Regions from separate parts of the Mus musculus genome. Here region 1 is linked to region 2. Evidence: chromatin contacts called from public HiChIP or PLAC-seq data. All regions are on one chromosome and are shown on one strand. Each heading gives the region's core, a stretch centred on a gene start, on an enhancer-like site or on the middle of the called end of the contact. The rest is flanking DNA. Distances are from core to core; before and after follow the strand shown. Region 1 overlaps Trpc4ap (transient receptor potential cation channel, subfamily C, member 4 associated protein). Region 2 holds the start of Myh7b (myosin, heavy chain 7B, cardiac muscle, beta).

Evidence for each region. HiChIP or PLAC-seq counts read pairs in DNA pulled down with a chosen protein or histone mark.
Region 1: an H3K27ac HiChIP or PLAC-seq map of extraembryonic endoderm stem cells shows a contact between it and region 2. The contact joins the enhancer-like site here to the promoter of Myh7b in region 2. A contact is called at or near these places in 14 of 39 promoter capture datasets (the 3T3-L1 cell line, 3T3-L1-derived adipocytes, the HPC-7 cell line and 9 more), 5 of 484 Hi-C or Micro-C datasets (the G1E-ER4 cell line, the P5424 cell line, embryonic stem cells and 1 more), 3 of 115 datasets of contacts at active chromatin or transcription factors (the HPC-7 cell line, embryonic stem cells and extraembryonic endoderm stem cells) and 3 of 9 other capture datasets (adipose tissue, liver and pancreatic islet).

What each region holds. Positions count from the first base shown.
Region 1 is chr2:155,664,938-155,668,139 of GRCm38.p6, reverse strand. It overlaps Trpc4ap (transient receptor potential cation channel, subfamily C, member 4 associated protein), which reads left to right. Exons shown (of 19, transcript NM_001163452.1): 5 at 1,883-1,938. Among named protein-coding and RNA genes, the nearest start is that of Gm22334, 14 kb to the right of the region's middle. Within about 2 kb of position 1,804, at least 3 of the 459 cell types and tissues checked have an H3K27ac peak or open chromatin away from gene starts, as enhancers often do. A contact at or near this core is called in extraembryonic endoderm stem cells, where this site is marked.
Region 2 is chr2:155,609,584-155,612,505 of GRCm38.p6, reverse strand. It overlaps Myh7b (myosin, heavy chain 7B, cardiac muscle, beta), which reads right to left and starts at 1,263. Exons shown (of 42, transcript NM_001085378.2): 1 at 1,245-1,263; 2 at 758-919. The coding sequence starts at 848.

The DNA of each region.
Region 1 (3,202 bases), core at 555-3,054, 55 kb before region 2:
CGTGTGTAGTTACCTGAGAAAGCAGGGGACACCTAGGCAGACCCCGCTGTTTGAGCAGCCCATCAACCGTAGCCATCTTTATAAAGGAGGTTCATGCTTTTGTATAAAGGTCAGCCATATTGGATGGGGTGTGCAGCTCCTCTGTACCAACTCTGACTCGTCTACGTAGTGCGTTCCAGGACACAGGGAGCTACCCAGGACCCTGTCTCTAAGGAAATAAATAAATCAATGAAAAAAACAAGTTCATTCATTGCCAGAGTCACATGGCAAAAAGTCAGTGTTTGCACAATACGTGGTTTTTTGGTTTTTGGGGTTTTTTTGGTTTGTTTGTTTTTGTTTGTTTGTTTCCGAGACAGGGTTTCTCTGTGTAGCCCTGGCTATCCTAGAACTCACTTTGTAGACCAGGCTGGCCTTGAACTCAGAAATCCGCCTGCCTCTGCCTCCCAGGTGCTGGGATTAAAGGCGTGCACCACCACGCCCGGAAATACATGATTTTTTAAGCTGGATGTATTGGTTTTGTTCTTTTTATAAATTAATTGTGTGACAGTCACTCTTTTTTAGGTTTCTTTTTTTTTTAAGATTTATTTATTTAATTATATGAGTACACTGTAGCTATCTTCAGACACACCAGAAGAGGGCATCCGAACCCATTATGGATGGTTGTGAGCTACCATGTGGTTGCTGGGAATTGAACTCAGGACCTCTGGAAGAAGAGTCAGTGCTCTTAACCACTCAGCCATCTCTCCAGCCCCTAGATTTCAATATTTTATTTTTAAAAACTCTACCGTAAAGGTATATACACATTTTAAATTTGCACCTGCATCAACAGGATACCATGAGGAGTGGGACTTCTCTTCCTCTTTTGCTTGCAACTCCACATTAGAAATGAGTAGTGAAGCCGGGTGTGGTGGCACACGCCTTTAATCCCAGCACTCGGGAGGCAGAGGCAGTCGGATTTCTGAATTCGAGGCCAGCCTGGTCTACAGAGTGAGTTCCAGGTCAGCCAGGGCTACACAGAGAAACCCTGTCTCGAAAAGAAAAAAGAAAAAAGAAAAAAGAAAAGAAGAAATGAGTAGTGAGCAAATTCTTGATGACTGCGTGAGTCTAACTCCCTTTGGAAATGGAAAGTTGAGAACTATGAAGTGATTTTGATCCACTGTGCTCTGAAATCATGAATAAGCAAGATAAAATAAGTTGAGAGGTAGTCAGAGGGTCACCACATTCCTCAGACAGGCCGCTCGCTCACTGGGCTCTTGAGGGAGATGCAGATAGTAGAGCTTAAGGCAGTGAGGAGGAAGGAGAGTGGACACTGTTTAAGAGTAAGTGCCCCACCACATAGAGCACTCTGCCCTGCATGGCTCATACGCGGGGTCGTGCCCTGCATGGCTCATTCGTGGGGTTGTGCACCTCTGGGTTTGGGGCATAAAATTGTTACTTTTTGTGCTACCATCTTGTTCTGAGTTCTTTTTTTATTGGGATTGGCAGTATATCAGACATTAGAAGCCACTTTTCTAATATAAATCAATGTAACAACAAACCTAAGCCCCCCCCCCCCCCCCCGTTGGCAAGTTGGAGGCAAAAGTGATGCCGTGATTTTCTGCCAGCAGAGTTGTCAGTGGGACATGAGGAGTGGTCAGGGTCTTACTCTGGATTCTAGTAATTCTGTTCTGAAAATAGACCTGAGTCTTTTTCTGGTGGCACTGCAGTGTAGTGAGGAGCTCGTGTGTTTGCTTAAAGCTGTACACAGTCTAAGGGCCTGTGCAGTGCCTGCCTTCCTAGTGCTGGGACTGAAGGCATACAACACATGCCGGGCATTCCAGAAGTGTGCTAGTGTTGCACTGTGTTTTCTTTGAGAAAAATAATGTTCCTCCTTCCTTTTCAGTAAGTGACGAGATGTCGAAGGACTGCTTGAGCATCCTGTACAATACCTGTGTCTGCGTGAGTACTCCTCCCATTGCGGCCCACTTACCTCCTGTCTTCAGATATTTTAGGGAATTCATTGCCTTATTTTCTGTGTGCCTGAGAATCAGGACCAGCAGGTAGAAATAATGGTGAGGCATAATTTTGTAGTACTTAGACCCAAAGCTACCTCAGCAGGCCCCACACCCTGTTGCCAGCACCCCATACACAGGTGTCCAAGCAGAGACTCACCATTACCAGTTGAAAGGTGACAAGTGTTGGTGGTGTACCCATGTCACAGAAGCAAAAGAAATGTTTAACTCTGTTCCTGCTAAGACCACAGAATGAGAAGCAGATAAGAAAGGAATGGATAAAGAAGAAGTAGATAAGAAAGGAATGGATAAAGAAGAAGCAGATAAGAAAGGAATGGATAAAGAAGGGTGGGCGCATAAGCCACAGAAGCTGGATGACAGAAATGGAGATGGTAAATGCTTCTCCCTGGCCAGCACAGAGAGCGAGCGAGCGAGCTGTTAGAGCACCTGTGCTGGTTGTGTCTGGATTATAACTTAGGCTTTGTCAGTGACTCTACGTTTCCTTAGAGCCACTTTATTGAAATAGGAAAAATAATTATTTTGATAATATATTTTATTAACACATCTAGTTAAGAATATTATCATTCCAATCAATATAGTTTTTAAGATAGTTTACTTTTTTGGTACCACGTTTTTGGAATCTAGTGTGAGACTCAACACCTAGAGTGTGTGTCAGTTTGCCATGTTGTTACAGCTTAGTAGCACAGCAAAGCACAGGTAGATATTAGGGCGAAAGGTTTAATTGTTAAGAATGTTCAACTATTTTTGCAATAAGACAGCATAGAAGAGAGTGACTCCATCATTGTCAAGTTCCCTGGAGAGGTGTTTTTTAAATTGTGGCCACTATTAATTAATCAGAGGCATCCTAGTGAACAGTCCAGTTTTTAAAAGTATAGCTACAGAGATGGCCCTGTGGTAACTCCCCATGCAAGCGTAGGGACCCATTTTGATCCCAGGTAACAGAGCAGATGTGCTGCTTGCCTGTAATCGCGGTGCCAGGAGGCAGAGGCAGGCGGGTACCAGGCCTGCTGGCTGCCAGCCGAGGTTACTTGCTGAGTTCTAGCCCAGTAAGACACTCAGCACATTTTTTTATCAGTCCCTTCATTTTGAAAATTCAATTTGATTGACATATTTACCTCATTGATTGTAATACCCTCTCAGTGATTTAAAAGCCAAGCTCTTGAACCTGACTTTAGAGGTTATTTGCCAGC
Region 2 (2,922 bases), core at 14-2,513:
TCCTCTGCATGCAAAGAAAGCAGTTAAGATAGCAATAGCAGAATGTCAGATTAAGCAGGAGACACCTTTTCTTTCTTCTGAGACCGGTTCTCGATACGTAGCCCAGGCTGGCCTCCAGTTCACAGAGATCCACCCACCCCTGCCTCCTGAGTGCTGATATTAAAGATGTTCACCACCACGTCCAGCTAAGCACTGTACATTTTGAGCACAGTGCTGTGTACAACTCCAGCTGTTGCACGCCACTGAATCTGGCTCCTCTTTAGTTCCCACCTCCCCAGGTTACTGAGACGATACACAGAAAATTATCAGCCCTGACGCGGCACACCATCAGCCCCAGACGTGCAGTGCCTATGTTATTATTGTACTATGAGCCAATCAAGGCATAAATAGTAGTCTTTGTTCCTGTCCCTAATTAACAGTGGCTTTGGCTCCATGGACAACACTAAAAATAAGTTCAGCACAGGTTTTGTGGGCATGGAGGCCACCTGCACTCATCAGTCTCATGTCAGATGTCCCAGGTTTCAGCCTGAGTCTTCACAGAGACTTCAGGAGCAAGGTGACATTGTCTCCTTTTATAGAGGAACAGCCATACAAGCATCCTCACATGGTTCCTGTGACTTTAGCCTCTGGTACTCAGGAACTGAGGGGAAGACCCAGGTATCAGGCCACAGTGCCCCTGTCATGTTAAGCAGAATGTCTGCCCTCTTCACTCCTAGTCTGAATACATGGGTGTCTCCAGGCTGGGTCCCTCACTTACCATCCCATGGGACAGTGTGCACCTTCATCATTTCCTGGTAGCCCTGGCGGAGGTAGCAGGCTGATTCTCCAAGTTCACTCATATCCATCATGGTGGCGAGAGGTGCAAAAGGAGGACCTGAAAACCGGGGCAGCAACTCAAAGCAGTCCTAGGCAGCGGGCTCTGCAAGACAGCAAAGACAGGAAACTCAGGGATGGGGAGCTAGACCCACACTGGAGTATGATCCTCTAACCACAAGGCTTGGGTGATGTCCTGGGTGAGCCTGCAACTGCACACCTCCAGACATAAGAGCATCCTCTGCTATAGGTACTGATGTCCTGGGCCCACCCATGGGCACTCTCCTGCCTTCCTTCCAGCTCCAAACCTACCCACCACCCTGATCACCCACCCTCAGCCCTGATCACCCATCCTCTGCCCTGATCACCCACCCTCTGCCCTGATCACCTACCCTCCACCTGATCACACACCCTCAGCCTTGATCACCCACCTGGCACCACGGTGAGGACAGGGAGCGGAGCACTGCTACCCCTTTTATTGCTGTTGTCAAGGTCAGCAAAGGAGAGCTATGTCAGCAATCTCCACGTGTCACAGCCCCCCCAGCCTGGCCACAGGACACAAAAGGCAAATTCCCTTTTATCTCCTCTAGCTCAACCCCTGGGCTATTTTTACCTCCCATTGTCAGGGGATCACAAAGGCGGAGAGAGGCAGTCACTCAGTCAGGAAGCTGGGATTCAGAGTGACAGGGACAAGGCAGTGAGGCACTCAGGAGTGGAAACTGAGTCACAGGGAGTCTCCTACACGCAGGAAAAAGACCTATACTTCCAGAAGGAGAGAGCAAGCAGACCAGGTAAAGGAGCCATAAAATCCCCACTGTGGCCATCGATTTCAGTTCTCAGTGAAGTCTAGAGGAAGACAGCACTAACCACGTGTCAAAGGTCAACAGTCACACAGACAGCACTGAAAGGACCTGCATCCTTCTACAGCACCTGGACACTACCCCTCAGCCTCTAGCTCCACCTCAGAGTCTCCAGAGGGAAATCCAACATGAAGAAAACCCAAACAAAGCTGGGCCTTGTGGACACCTGTAACTCCAAGTTCTCAGTGTTAGATCTCAAAGAAGCTCAAGACAAATGGCTGGGATGCAGTTAGCCATTTAGCCTGGGTTTGAGACCTAACACTCAAAAGGCCCAGGCAGGAAGGAGCCAAGTTCAAAGTCAGTCTAAGTAATTTAGCAAGACTCCCATATCCCAAAATTAAATAATAATAATAATAATAATAACAATAATTAATAATAATAATAATAGGAAGAAGGTTGGAGATGTAGATTCATGGAGAGTGCTTACCAAACAAGCTTGAGAAACTAGATGTGGTCCCTGACAGGAAGGAAGGAAGGAAAGAAGGAAGGAAGGAAGGAAGGAAGGAAGGAAGGAAGGAAGGAAGGAAGGAAGGAAAGAAGGAAAGAAGGAAAGAAGGAAAGAAGGAAAGAAGGAAAAGAAAGAAAGCCAGAGATGAAGCCATACAGTAAAAGGAGGAAGAAAACTTAGAAGTTTATACCAGTTAGGAGTGCCTCCATAGTCTGACATTCATGATTTACAGAAAGCCAACTTCTTGTACCCAACTCTCATGAAGAGTGGGATGCTTACAATTCAGTCTGTCCGATAAAACTCAAGAATATGTCAAGACACTTCCAGAATCTTCTGTCCATCAATTCATTCAGGGCTCGATGACATTGCAGGATTTTAGAATTATAGGCTCAAATGATCTAAAGAACATTGGATACAGAGCTGGAGAACCCCAGAGCCAGGATTCCAAGCAGATGCCAGGCTAAGCAGAGCATAAAAGGATCCAAGAACCTTGGACACTGGACATAGACCTAGGACATTCCAAATTGACACCAGGGAATTCTCTGTACCAACAGGAATCCATTCCAGATACGTATCTGTACCAAACAAAATATACAAGGGTAATTTTATACATTATCACCACATATGCTTGCGGAGCAGGCAAAACTAGGCATGGGGACAGAAGTGTAAGGCTGGTCTGCTGAGAATGGAGGGCGTAAGAGAACCATCTAGAATGTAAGAAATATTCCAGGCACAGGAATGGTCACATAGTTGTGTCTACCTGTGAATCAAACCAAGCTGTATGTTTTAAATGTATGTACA